Linked DNA regions of Rattus norvegicus: region 1 is linked to region 2. Evidence: chromatin contacts called from public Hi-C data. All regions are on one chromosome and are shown on one strand. Each heading gives the region's core, a stretch centred on a gene start, on an enhancer-like site or on the middle of the called end of the contact. The rest is flanking DNA. Distances are from core to core; before and after follow the strand shown.

Evidence for each region. A called contact is a pair of places that touch in the nucleus more often than the background predicts.
Region 1: a contact with region 2 is called in a Hi-C map of Schwann cells, with 2.7 times the contacts expected there. The contact joins the promoter of Ccdc8 here to the promoter of Dact3 in region 2. A contact is called at or near these places in 2 of 12 Hi-C or Micro-C datasets (the A7r5 cell line and Schwann cells).

Annotation. Positions count from the first base shown.
Region 1 is chr1:86,804,817-86,810,031 of GRCr8, forward strand. Ccdc8 (coiled-coil domain containing 8) reads left to right here and starts at 2,791. Exons shown (of 1, transcript NM_001009533.2): 1 at 2,791-5,215. The coding sequence starts at 3,296.
Region 2 is chr1:86,672,999-86,678,126 of GRCr8, forward strand. It overlaps Dact3 (dishevelled-binding antagonist of beta-catenin 3), which reads left to right and starts at 1,995. Exons shown (of 4, transcript NM_001191947.2): 1 at 1,995-2,345. The coding sequence starts at 2,097.

The sequences.
Region 1 (5,215 bases), core at 1,541-4,040, 130 kb after region 2:
AGAAGCTTGAATTACACAGATGAGCCATTAGACCCAGGTTAAGAAGATTTTAAAATTAGATCTATTTTACCTGTGTGTATGCCTGGTGCCCTTGGAGGTCACAAGAAGGCACTGGACCCCTTGGACCTGGAGTTACAGATGACTGTGAGCCACCATGTGGGAGCTGAACTTGGTCCTCAGCAAAGAGCAGGAAGTGATTGAACTCCTGGAGGAAATCTCCAGCTCTGTGATTTAGGGTTCTTTACAACCCCCACCTAATACTAGGCAAAGGCTCTCCCACAGAGCAAACTCCCCAACCTCAAGACTTAGAACATGCCACCACTATTAAAGCCCTTCCGGGGGGGTGGGGGGGGGGACAGTCTTGGTTTCTCTTGCAAGCGCCTCTGCTTTGGGGGAAGAGGCCTAAGGAAGGGTCCAGAGGAAGGGCTGCCTCTGTGCCTGCAGTGTGGAAGTTCCCAGCGTCTCCCCTAAGCTCAGCCAGGGCCCCTTGCATGCTCGGTTGCCTTGGAGACCACTCGTCACCGTTCAAGGTTGAGTGGCTAGAATTCTGCCTTGTGAAGAGGAAGAAAGTTCACTTAAACAGAGCGAGCAAGTGTTCCCTGTCCCACAACAGGGACGCTGCAGTCAGGACAGGACCCATACAAAGCTCCCCACCCCTACCCCATCCTGAAAAAGCCTCTCCTACACCTTTTTTTTTCTCCGTTCCTTTCCCCTTCCCTCATTGCTCCTGATCTGCCTCCAAGGTCTTCCTGGGTTAAATAAAATCACTTATGTTTATTTTACTTTAGTTTTTTTTTTTTTTTTAAAGATTGTGTGTGTGTGTGTGTGTGTTCACGCACGCGCGTGCGCAACTTGTGCAGGCGTGCTTCTTATGGAAATTAGGAGATGACAGATCCCCTTCAACTGGAGTTTTGGGTGACTGTAAACCACCATGTGTGTACTGGGAACCGAATCCAGGTCCTCTGTAAGGGCAGCAAGTGCTCTTAATCACAGCCCCTGGGTTGTTGCTTTTTGAGAAAAAAAGGTTTCTTGTAGCTCAGGCTGGCGTGAACTCTTCGTAGTTGAGACTGTCCTTATTCTCCTGATCTGCCTGCCTCTGACGACTGGGATCACAAGTGTGCACCCCGTGTCTGATATCTGTTTTTATATTGATATTAGAGTCACTTCCTTACTTGGCTTTTGTTGTATTGCTTAAGCCTGATATGGTGACCTAAGTAAAACCTAGTGACAGAGACTGAGGCAGGAGGATTACTGAAAGTGGAGGCCACGTGGGACACATAAATTAAGAACTGAAGGCATTTCTCTGTGAAATGAAAGATTTTTTATTTTTAGAAAATGTTTTATTTTTTATTTAAAAATATATTTATTTGGGACTGGAGAGATGGCTCAGAGGTTAAGAATACTGGCTGTTCTTCCAGAGGACCTGAGTTCAATTCCCAGCAAACACATGGTGGCTCACAACCATCTGTAATGAGATATGATGCTCTCTTCTGGTGTGCCTGAAGACAGCAGCAGTGTACAAAAATACATAAAATACTAAATCTTTTTAAAAAAGAGAAAGATTTGCTTTAAAAATATTTATGTGCATTGGTGTTTTGATGTATATCAGTGTGAGAGTGTTGGATTCCCTATAAGTGGAGTTACAGATGGTTGTGAGCTATTATGTGGGTGCTGGAAACTGAACCCAGGTCCTCGGAGAGAGCAGCCAGTGCTCTTAACCAAGGAGCCGACTCTTCAGCCCCAAGAAAAGATTTTATTTTAAAAACGTTTTCATCGTGTGTGAATTTATATGTGTATAATCTGTGTGTAGGGGTGCACATGTGGAGACTGAATAATAACTTTATAGAGTTGGTTTTATGTGGATGCTGGGATTAAATTCAGGCCATGAGGCTTGCATGTTTTTACCGAGTTATCTTTTTTGTTCTTTTTTTTTTTTTTTTTTTTCGGAGCTGGGGACCGAACCCAGGGCCTTGCGCTTCCTAGGTAAGCGCTCTACCACTGAGCTAAATCCCCAACCCCATTTTACCGAGTTATCTTGTGGGCCCCCTTTTTATGTGCATGAATGTATTCTCTGTGCACACACGCAAATCACGTATGTAAGTGCACACAGAGATCGGAAGAGGGTGTTGGATCCCCTGGAACTGGAAATACAGAGGGTTGTGAGCCATCATATGGGTTCTGGGAGTCAAATCCAGGTTAAGGGGTTGCAAGGGCAACCCATGCTCCTAACCATTGAGCCACCTCTCTGGTTCCATCGCCTTAATTTTAAACGGACATTCATAATTGCAATGGCCTTCAAAGGATTTGGGACATCGGCACCCACACCTCTTGGGCTTTTGGGTCAAGGATGGCAGGTTGGGACCCCCGTTGCCTTTCGGGAAGGATGATGACGTGGGTCTTGGCTGTAGCTAAGAGAAGCCCTGGCCCCAGTGAGGCTCTGAGGGACAGCCACACCTCTGTGGGGGAGGAGAGGGAGGCTGCCCTGAAGGGAGTGGACAGCCCCGCTGCCAGTCTTCCCAGGCTTAGAGTGTAAGATGAGAAGGAGAAGGTGGGCCTCACCCAGGAGGGGAGGGCGCCCAGAAACTTCCTGCCGCTCTCAGCTCCACCGCAGACTGAGCGCAAGGTCAGTTTGGAGAGGGTGGCGGCCTGCCTGGGGGCGGGAGACCCTCCTCGGGGCTGGGCGGAGGCCTTTAAGCGCCTCGCCATATTGAACGGCCACGCTGAGCCATCTTTGTCTGCAGAGTCCTCCCACGAACTTTCAACTTCATCCCGGTGTCTGGGGCAAGGGAGCAGCGATCGGAGCTCGTGCGTTTCCAACTTGGAGCAGGGACACTGGCGATTCCAGTTTGGACTGAGCTTTGAGCCTCGGGACTAAGCGTGCCTCGGTTCATGTAAGCATCCTGGAAAACTCCTTGATACAACTCCGAGGGGGTTGGGGGAACCCAACTTGGACTTGTCGCCTGAAGAGAAAATTACAGGGAGGCGACACTGCGTGAGCAGAGTTGCTGGGACCCTCCACTGCTCCCTCCCCAAGACTAGAAGCCGAGAGAGCCTGGGCTTCTTGCCCCCAACTCGGGAGTCCACACTGGAGATCTTAAAGACTCTCGAGAAAAGCCACGTGGGGGGATGGTTCCCCTGGGGCTTCCTCCCCTCTCCCGATTGCCTGATCCTCTGGAGTGTCCCCGACGTCTGCAAAGATGTCGATCTGGATGTGTTAGTGGAGGCCTTAAGGCCTGTGGGCACCTTCAAGAAGATCGGGAAGGTGTTCCGCAAAGAGGAGGACTCCACGGTGGGGATGCTGCAGATTGGGGAGGATGTTGACTATCTGCTCATCCCCCGGGAGGTCCGGCTGGCTGGGGGCGTGTGGAGAGTCATCTCCAAGCCTGCCACTAAGGAGGCTGTGTTTCGGGAGCGGCTGATCCAGTTTCTGCAGGAGGAGGGCCGCACCCTGGAAGATGTGGCTCGTATCATCGAAAAGAGTACTCCACATCCACCCCAGCCCCCCAAAAAAGCCAAGGTGCCCAGAGTGAGGAGAGTCCCGCAGATGGTCACTCCTCCACTTCGGCTGGTTGTAGGCACTTACGACAGCAGCAATGGCAGCGATAGCGAGTTGAGTGACTTCGATACATCCAAAGTCAAAGGCAACAGGGGCTCCGGGAAGACCAGGAAGGTGCGCAAAATGCCGGTCAGTTACTTGGGCAGCAAATTCCTGGGCAGCGATGAGAGCGAGGATGATCAGGAGCTGGTAGAGGCCTTCCTCCGCCGCGGGGAGAAGAAGCCCAGCGCGCCTCCTCCACGGCGCCGAGTCAATCTTCCAGTGCCCATGTTTGAGAATAACCTGGGGCCCCAGCCATCCAAGGGGGACAGATGGCGGGAGTATGTCAGCCAGGTGTCCTGGGGGAAGCTGAAACAGAGGGTGAAAGGCTGGGCGCCCAGATCAGGCTCCGAGGTGGGCCAGGCCCAGCAGTCCTCCATAGCTGAGAGGGCTGGAGAAATGAGACACAGCCACACCAGCCCAGACCTGGATGATAGCTCCAGAAACACAGGAGACCTGAGCGACCAGACACTGATTACTAGACGCTGGAAGCCCAAGATCAAGTGGGTCTCCTTGAGACGATGCAGGAAGGAGCAGGTGCCACCCTCGGCTCACGGGACAGCTGAAGAGCCCCCAGAGGCTGCAGAAAACCAGGGAGCAGGGGCTGCAGCTGAACATGGGGTAGAGGCTGCAGCTAGCCAGAGGCCAGAGGCTGCAGCTAGTCCAAGAGCAGAGGCTGCAGCTAATCCAAGAGCAGAGGCTACAGCTAATCCAAGAGCAGAGGCTGCAGCTAATCCAAGAGCAGAGGCTGCAGCTAGTCCAAGAGCAGAGGCTGCAGCTAATCCAAGAGCAGAGGCTGCAGCTAATCCAAGAGCAGAGGCTACAGCTAATCCAAGAGCAGAGGCTGCAGCTAATCCAAGAGCAGAGGCTACAGCTAATCCAAGAGCAGAGGCTGCAGTTAATCCAAGAACAGAGGCTGCAGCTAATCCAAGAGCAGAGGCTGCAGTTAATCCAAGAGCAGAGGCTACAGCTAGTCCAGGGGCAGAGGCTGCAGCTAGTCCAAAGGCAGAGGCTGCAGCTAGTCCAAGGGCAGAGGCTGAAGTTAACCAGAAGACAGAGGCTACAGCTAGTCCAAGGGCAGAGACTGCAGCTAGTCCAAGGGTAGAGGCTGCAGCTAGTCTAAGGGTAGAGGCTGCAGCTAGTCCAAGGGCAGAGGCTACAGTTAGTCCAAGGGCAGAGGCTGTAGCTACTCCAAGAGCAGAGACTGCTGCTAGTGCAAGGATAGAAGCTGCAGCTAATCTCAGGGCAGGAGTTCTACCTGACCAGAGGGCAGAAGCCATAGATAGTCAGAGGGCAGAGGGCCCAGTTAACCAAAGCACTGGTGCTACAGAAAATCAGAGGGTGGAGGTCCTAGCTGACCAGAGGGCAGGGGTCCTCCATGACCAGAGGGAGGAGGCTGGACCTCAAGCTATACTGGAAGCCTCAGCTGATTCGGGATCTAGAGCCCGGAAACAGGTAAAGACAGTGAGGTTCCAGACCCCAGGACGCTTCTCCTGGTTTCACATGCGCAGGAAAGCTTTCTGGCACACTCCCAGGTTGCCAACCCTGCCCAAGAGAGGCCCCAGGGCAGGGGCGGGAGAGGCTAGGAGCCTCAGGGTGCTAAGGGCTGACACCAGAGCA
Region 2 (5,128 bases), core at 745-3,244:
ACAGCTAACAGTAAACTGAGGATCCATTTGGCATGATTATTCTGTACTGGGAGTCGAAACTAATAGGATTCTAGACAAAGCCTCAACCACTGAGCCTGATCCCCAGCCTTGTCTGGTCTTGCCATGTAGTCTAAGCTAGCCTGGACCTGCAGATCTTCCTGCATAATTATTTGGAGTAATGGGGTAGCAGACCAGAGTCACCACCCTTGGCACCGTGAGAATTTTTAAAAGATGAAATATATCAAATTGTGTATGTGCATGTACACACATTCATGGGTGTGCCCACTCATGGGGCAGTTGCCTGAGGTGACCAGGAGAGGACAATGGATCCCCTGATGCTGGAGTTACAGGGGATTGTGAGCCTCTTTTTCCCTCCATGTGCCAGGAACCGAACCTATGTCTTCTGGAAGAGCAACAGGCACTCTTAAATCGCTGAGCCATTTCTCCAGCCCCAGTGCTGGGGTTACAGACATGACCCACCATGCACAGAGCTCAGTTCTTTGAGTGGTAGAAGCCATTACTCCAAATATGTTAAACAGGGTTCTATGTGCCCACTCTTTAATATGAGCACTGTGGGAAGGGGGAGTCAGATACGACCCAGAGCAGGGCCCACCTCTAAGTTACAAGTCAGCCTGGTCTACATAGTTACAGGTCAGCCAGGGTTACTTAGTGAAACCCTCAAAAAGCAAAACAAAACATAATTATGTTGTTTAACGTGCAGATGAAGAATACAGAGAGACTAAATAGTTTCCTAGCGTTACTCAGCCTTCAAGTGACAGAGACTCACCACATCAAGGTCGGTTATTGCCAGATGATCATAAAAGATTATAAAAAGACATTTTCACGCTATGTTTTTCTTTTTCTAACAGGCTCTCATAGTTAGCCCACATTGGCCTCGAACTCACCGCCATTCTCCTGCCCCATCCTCCCTTACATATCTTTTAAGGAGTCAAAGGTCCCCCTGAGAAATGGGCTATTTCACAAACGTTGCGGACACAGGGTGTAGTGACACAGGCCGGCCGCGTGAGGGGGCGCTAGCCTCGCTTGCCCAGTGAAGGGAGGCAGGATGCAGCCTTCGAAAGCAGGGAGGCTGATTTAGGACCACAGAACGTTGAGAACAGAGCATCTCAGAAGACTGAGAACAAAGCCTCTTAGAACCGAGAACAAAAGCCCCTGCGAGCTCAGACTGGTGGAACTCAGCTCCACCGCACCTGGAAGACAAAAAAGACCTCAGATTCTCTTCTGGTCAAATCATAGAATATTTCATCCACGGTCTTGTAATTCCATAAGTGTTCTGTTTTGATGAGACAGAAACTCGTTGTGTAATCCATACTCGTTAGAAATTCACTATGTAGCTCAGGCTGGCCTTTTATCCTACTGATTCAGCCTCCTTTGTGATGGAATTACCAAGACGGTTTGAGCCGGTCCGGCTTAAAAGCGTACTCGAACCATAAGATATTAAGTGCGGTTTGCTTCTGAGGGTCTGGGAAAGCTGCCTGAAAGAGGAGGCGTGATCCGGATTCAATCCTCTCTGATGATCCTTCTGCGCAGACTCAGAAGCTGAAAGTTCGGGAGGGGCGGCAAGAGCAGCTGCGGAGCTGTCACGTGGATACAATCTCTATTTATAGACCACCCTTCCCCTCGACCTAGAGAGCCCAATGGCAGCCAGAGCTCGCCCGCAAGGGGGCGGGACCAGCTACAGACCCAAGCGGCTAACACCAATGGAATTGGGGCAAGGGCGGGCTTGTTTCATTGTGATATGAGGAGGCGTGGCCACAGCCCCTAAGGCGCAGCACAAAGGGGCGTGGCGAGTCTGATATGCCATAGGTAGCCACCGGCTTGCGTTAAGGAGAAAAACAGGGCGGGGCGGAGCCTTGCGTCACGGAAGGCAGCAACCAATAGTAGGTCGTTGTTGTGCCTCCCTGGGCGTGATCATGCAGATGAGGCGCGGGTGGGCGGCCCAATGGGCGGGCGCCTATGCAGATGAGACGGTGACAGCCCGGCCAGCGGGCGGGCGGGCTGCTGGGGCGGGGAGGTGGGACCGGCGAGAGGGGCGGCCGTGGGGCCCGGCCGGGCTGGGGCGGGGGGCCGCAGCCATGATCCGGGCCTTCTCGTTCCCGGTGAGCCCGGAGCGGGGTCGGCTGCGGGGATGGTTGGAAGGCAGCCTGGCCGGGCTCTGCGAGTTGCATTGGCTCCGAGAGAGGCAGGAATACCGCGTGCAGCAGGCGCTGCGGCTGGCCCAGCCCGGGATGGGGGGCGCCGAGGCGGAGGACGAGGAGGACGCCGAGGAGGACGAGGATGCGGCAGCGGCGCGTAGGGCCGCGGCAGCCCTGGAGGAGCAGCTGGTGAGGGGTCGCCTGTCCGTGCGTCCATCCATGCATCCCTCCATCCCCCATCCGTTTCCCCACCTCCCTGCTCCTGTGTGGGTCTGTCTGTCTTGGTAGTGTATGCTCAGCACACCGGTCCTAGGGTAGGATAGCAGGCAGGGGGAAAAGACAGACGAGAGATAAGACTGGAAACCTGGCCTCCCCTATCCCCAAATAGACCTGATAGGAAGGATGCACGGCCTCCGTTGGACTCTCAGCATGGACCCTGTTAACCGTCCTGGACGCCTAGTGTGTGCTAAGACTAACATTCGACCTCTTACAGTCTTCCCATCTCATGAGGGTTTGAAAGTCCCCATTTTACAGAGAAAGAAACTGAGGCTTAGAGACAGGAAGAGACTCACCCAAGGTCACACAGCCTGCATTCAAATATAACCTCCCTCTGGGCCCCGCTACCCCGGATCCATCTTTCCTTAAGTGATCCATCTTTGCTTAAGTCTCCCGGGTGCTTGGAGATCCCTGGAGGGGGCGGGGTGGGGGAAGGGGAATTTCAGGCCTCTGGAGGGAGAGACCCTCTGCTGAGAAGCTTACAGTCCCTGAGGACCCCCGGGGACATTTTGATCAACCCGATGACACTTTTACTTGGGGTCCCATGGCTCAGTAATAAGGGGCCAGGCGAAGGTGGCTGGGGAGTGAGGGGAGAGAGAGTATGATTCTCCGTGGCACTCTAATGATGACTTTCAAATTGAAAAGGCCCCAGCTCTTTCTCCCTCCCTATATGATAACTCCTTAAATCTGGAAACCCTTTCAGGTTGATGTTCCTTCCTTTCCATACCATAGAATTTCTGTTTCATTCCCTTAACCCCGTCGCTGTCTCTGTGATCTTCCAAGACCTGGGGAGAATAGAGATGGGGTCGTGGTCCGTCTCTAGGCCCCAGTGCTTGTCTGCCTAACGTCTGTCTCAATCTCTCTTCCCTTCCCCCAGCCCACTCCCCTGGCCCATCCCATGCCGGTCCTTAAGCCTCTATGTGTGTACTTGTGTGTGGTCAGAGCTTCCCGTTTAGGGAAACCTGAGCCGAGGCTGTGGGGGTTGGGAGGGGTCTCTGGCTGTTGCTGACCTCGGCTGCCCCCTCCCCAGATGGGAAATGGGGAAAGAGGCTGAGGCCAGACGCCCAGCCCCACCCCCAACCGGCCTGACCGTGCAAGGAGTGGGACCTTACACATTCTTCTCCAAGCAGAAACAGCTGTGGGAGGCCCCGCCCCCTCCAAAAGTTACGGAGGAGGGGAGGTGTTCAGCCGTTCCCCCTGCCCTAAGCCGCCTGGGCTCTGCCAGACCCCTCCATCCAACCCACTAAGAGAGGGTGGGAGAAGGCACCGTTGCAGAGCAGTAGTGGTCTGGCCTCTCTCCCTCCTCACTCTCTGCCCGGCTTCTCAGTGCTTACTCCTGGCTGGCGTGAAGTGGTGATGGGAGAGAGGACCTGTCCCTTACACTCCGTCCCTTCCCCACTGTGAGCAGTCAAGGCTCAGCCCAGCTTCAAAGAGGAGGCGGTGGCAGACTGGGACAGGAGCCTGGCTGATGGGGGAGTAGAAAAGCGCTAAATATATACACCTCTGGTGTTGAGGGTACCTGGGTCCTTCTGAAGAGAAAGTCGGGTCACCCCTGATTATAAGACAGCCAAGATCTCTGTCCACCACTCAGAAACACGATCCCTATGAAGCCAAACAAAAACCCCCCAAAGTTAGACTTGGTGACTCTGGGACATGATGTGGGCATGTCACATTCAGAGTGGAGGTATTGTAGAGAGAGGCGTGGATGTTGTGTATAGAGAGAGGGGTCCTGTTTGCCCCTAGGAAGGAAAAAGATCCCTTCCAGCAAGGAGGACTTGGGTTAGACTTGCAGAAGGACTTCTTAACACAGATGAAGGGCACTGGAACGTAAAGACGGGAAAGATGGGGAAGTTTGGGCAAAGGAGTCTCCAGAGATCTCAGGTCATTTATAGATGAACTCAGGCTGTCTGTTCCTTAACTCTTGACTCCTCCCTCTGGTGGAAAAATTGAAATGACAGTTGTGGAACCCATCACCCCCCCCCCAAGTCCATTCTTTTACGTAAAATTTTAATTATGCAAGCAGTATTAGAAAGCATTCCTTGTGAGATTCTAATAATGTAAACTGGCGTTGACAAAGTGCTGAAGAAGAAACTGCTCTTTCAACTCACCTAAGCCCTTCCGGCGAGCTTATGAAAGGCCAAGTTGTGTGATGCCACATTCCAGATGAGGAAAGTGAAGCCCAAGAGGTTAAGACACCCTAAGGTCTTACAGCTGGGCAGTGAAAGGGATGAGCTGAATCTTGGACACTGGGTGCCAAGTCTCACCTTAAATATTCATTGGCCCGCACAGTTCACCTCATCTTCCATTTGATTCCCTACACTGAGGAGGCCACTACCATTTGACTTGACTTGAGTCGATTCTGACTTTTTCTAATGTATCTACTCTCAAAAACAGTTTACATACCGGGAAAGAAGTGGAGAGTGTCCCGTAACGCGTTGCCTTTTTATTTACCAAGGGTAAGGAGCAGGGTAGGCAAGTGTTGTACTTAAGCCACGCCCCCAGCTCCTCACTGGGGGATTCTAGGCAAGAGCTCTACCATTGAGCCACGCCCCCAGCCCCTCACTGGGGGTTCTAGGCAAGAGCTCTACCATTGAGCCACGCCCCCAGCCCCTCACTGGGGATTCTAGGCAGGGGCTCTACCATTGAGCCACGCCCCCAGCTCCTCACTGGTGGATTCTAGGCAGGGGCTCTACCAC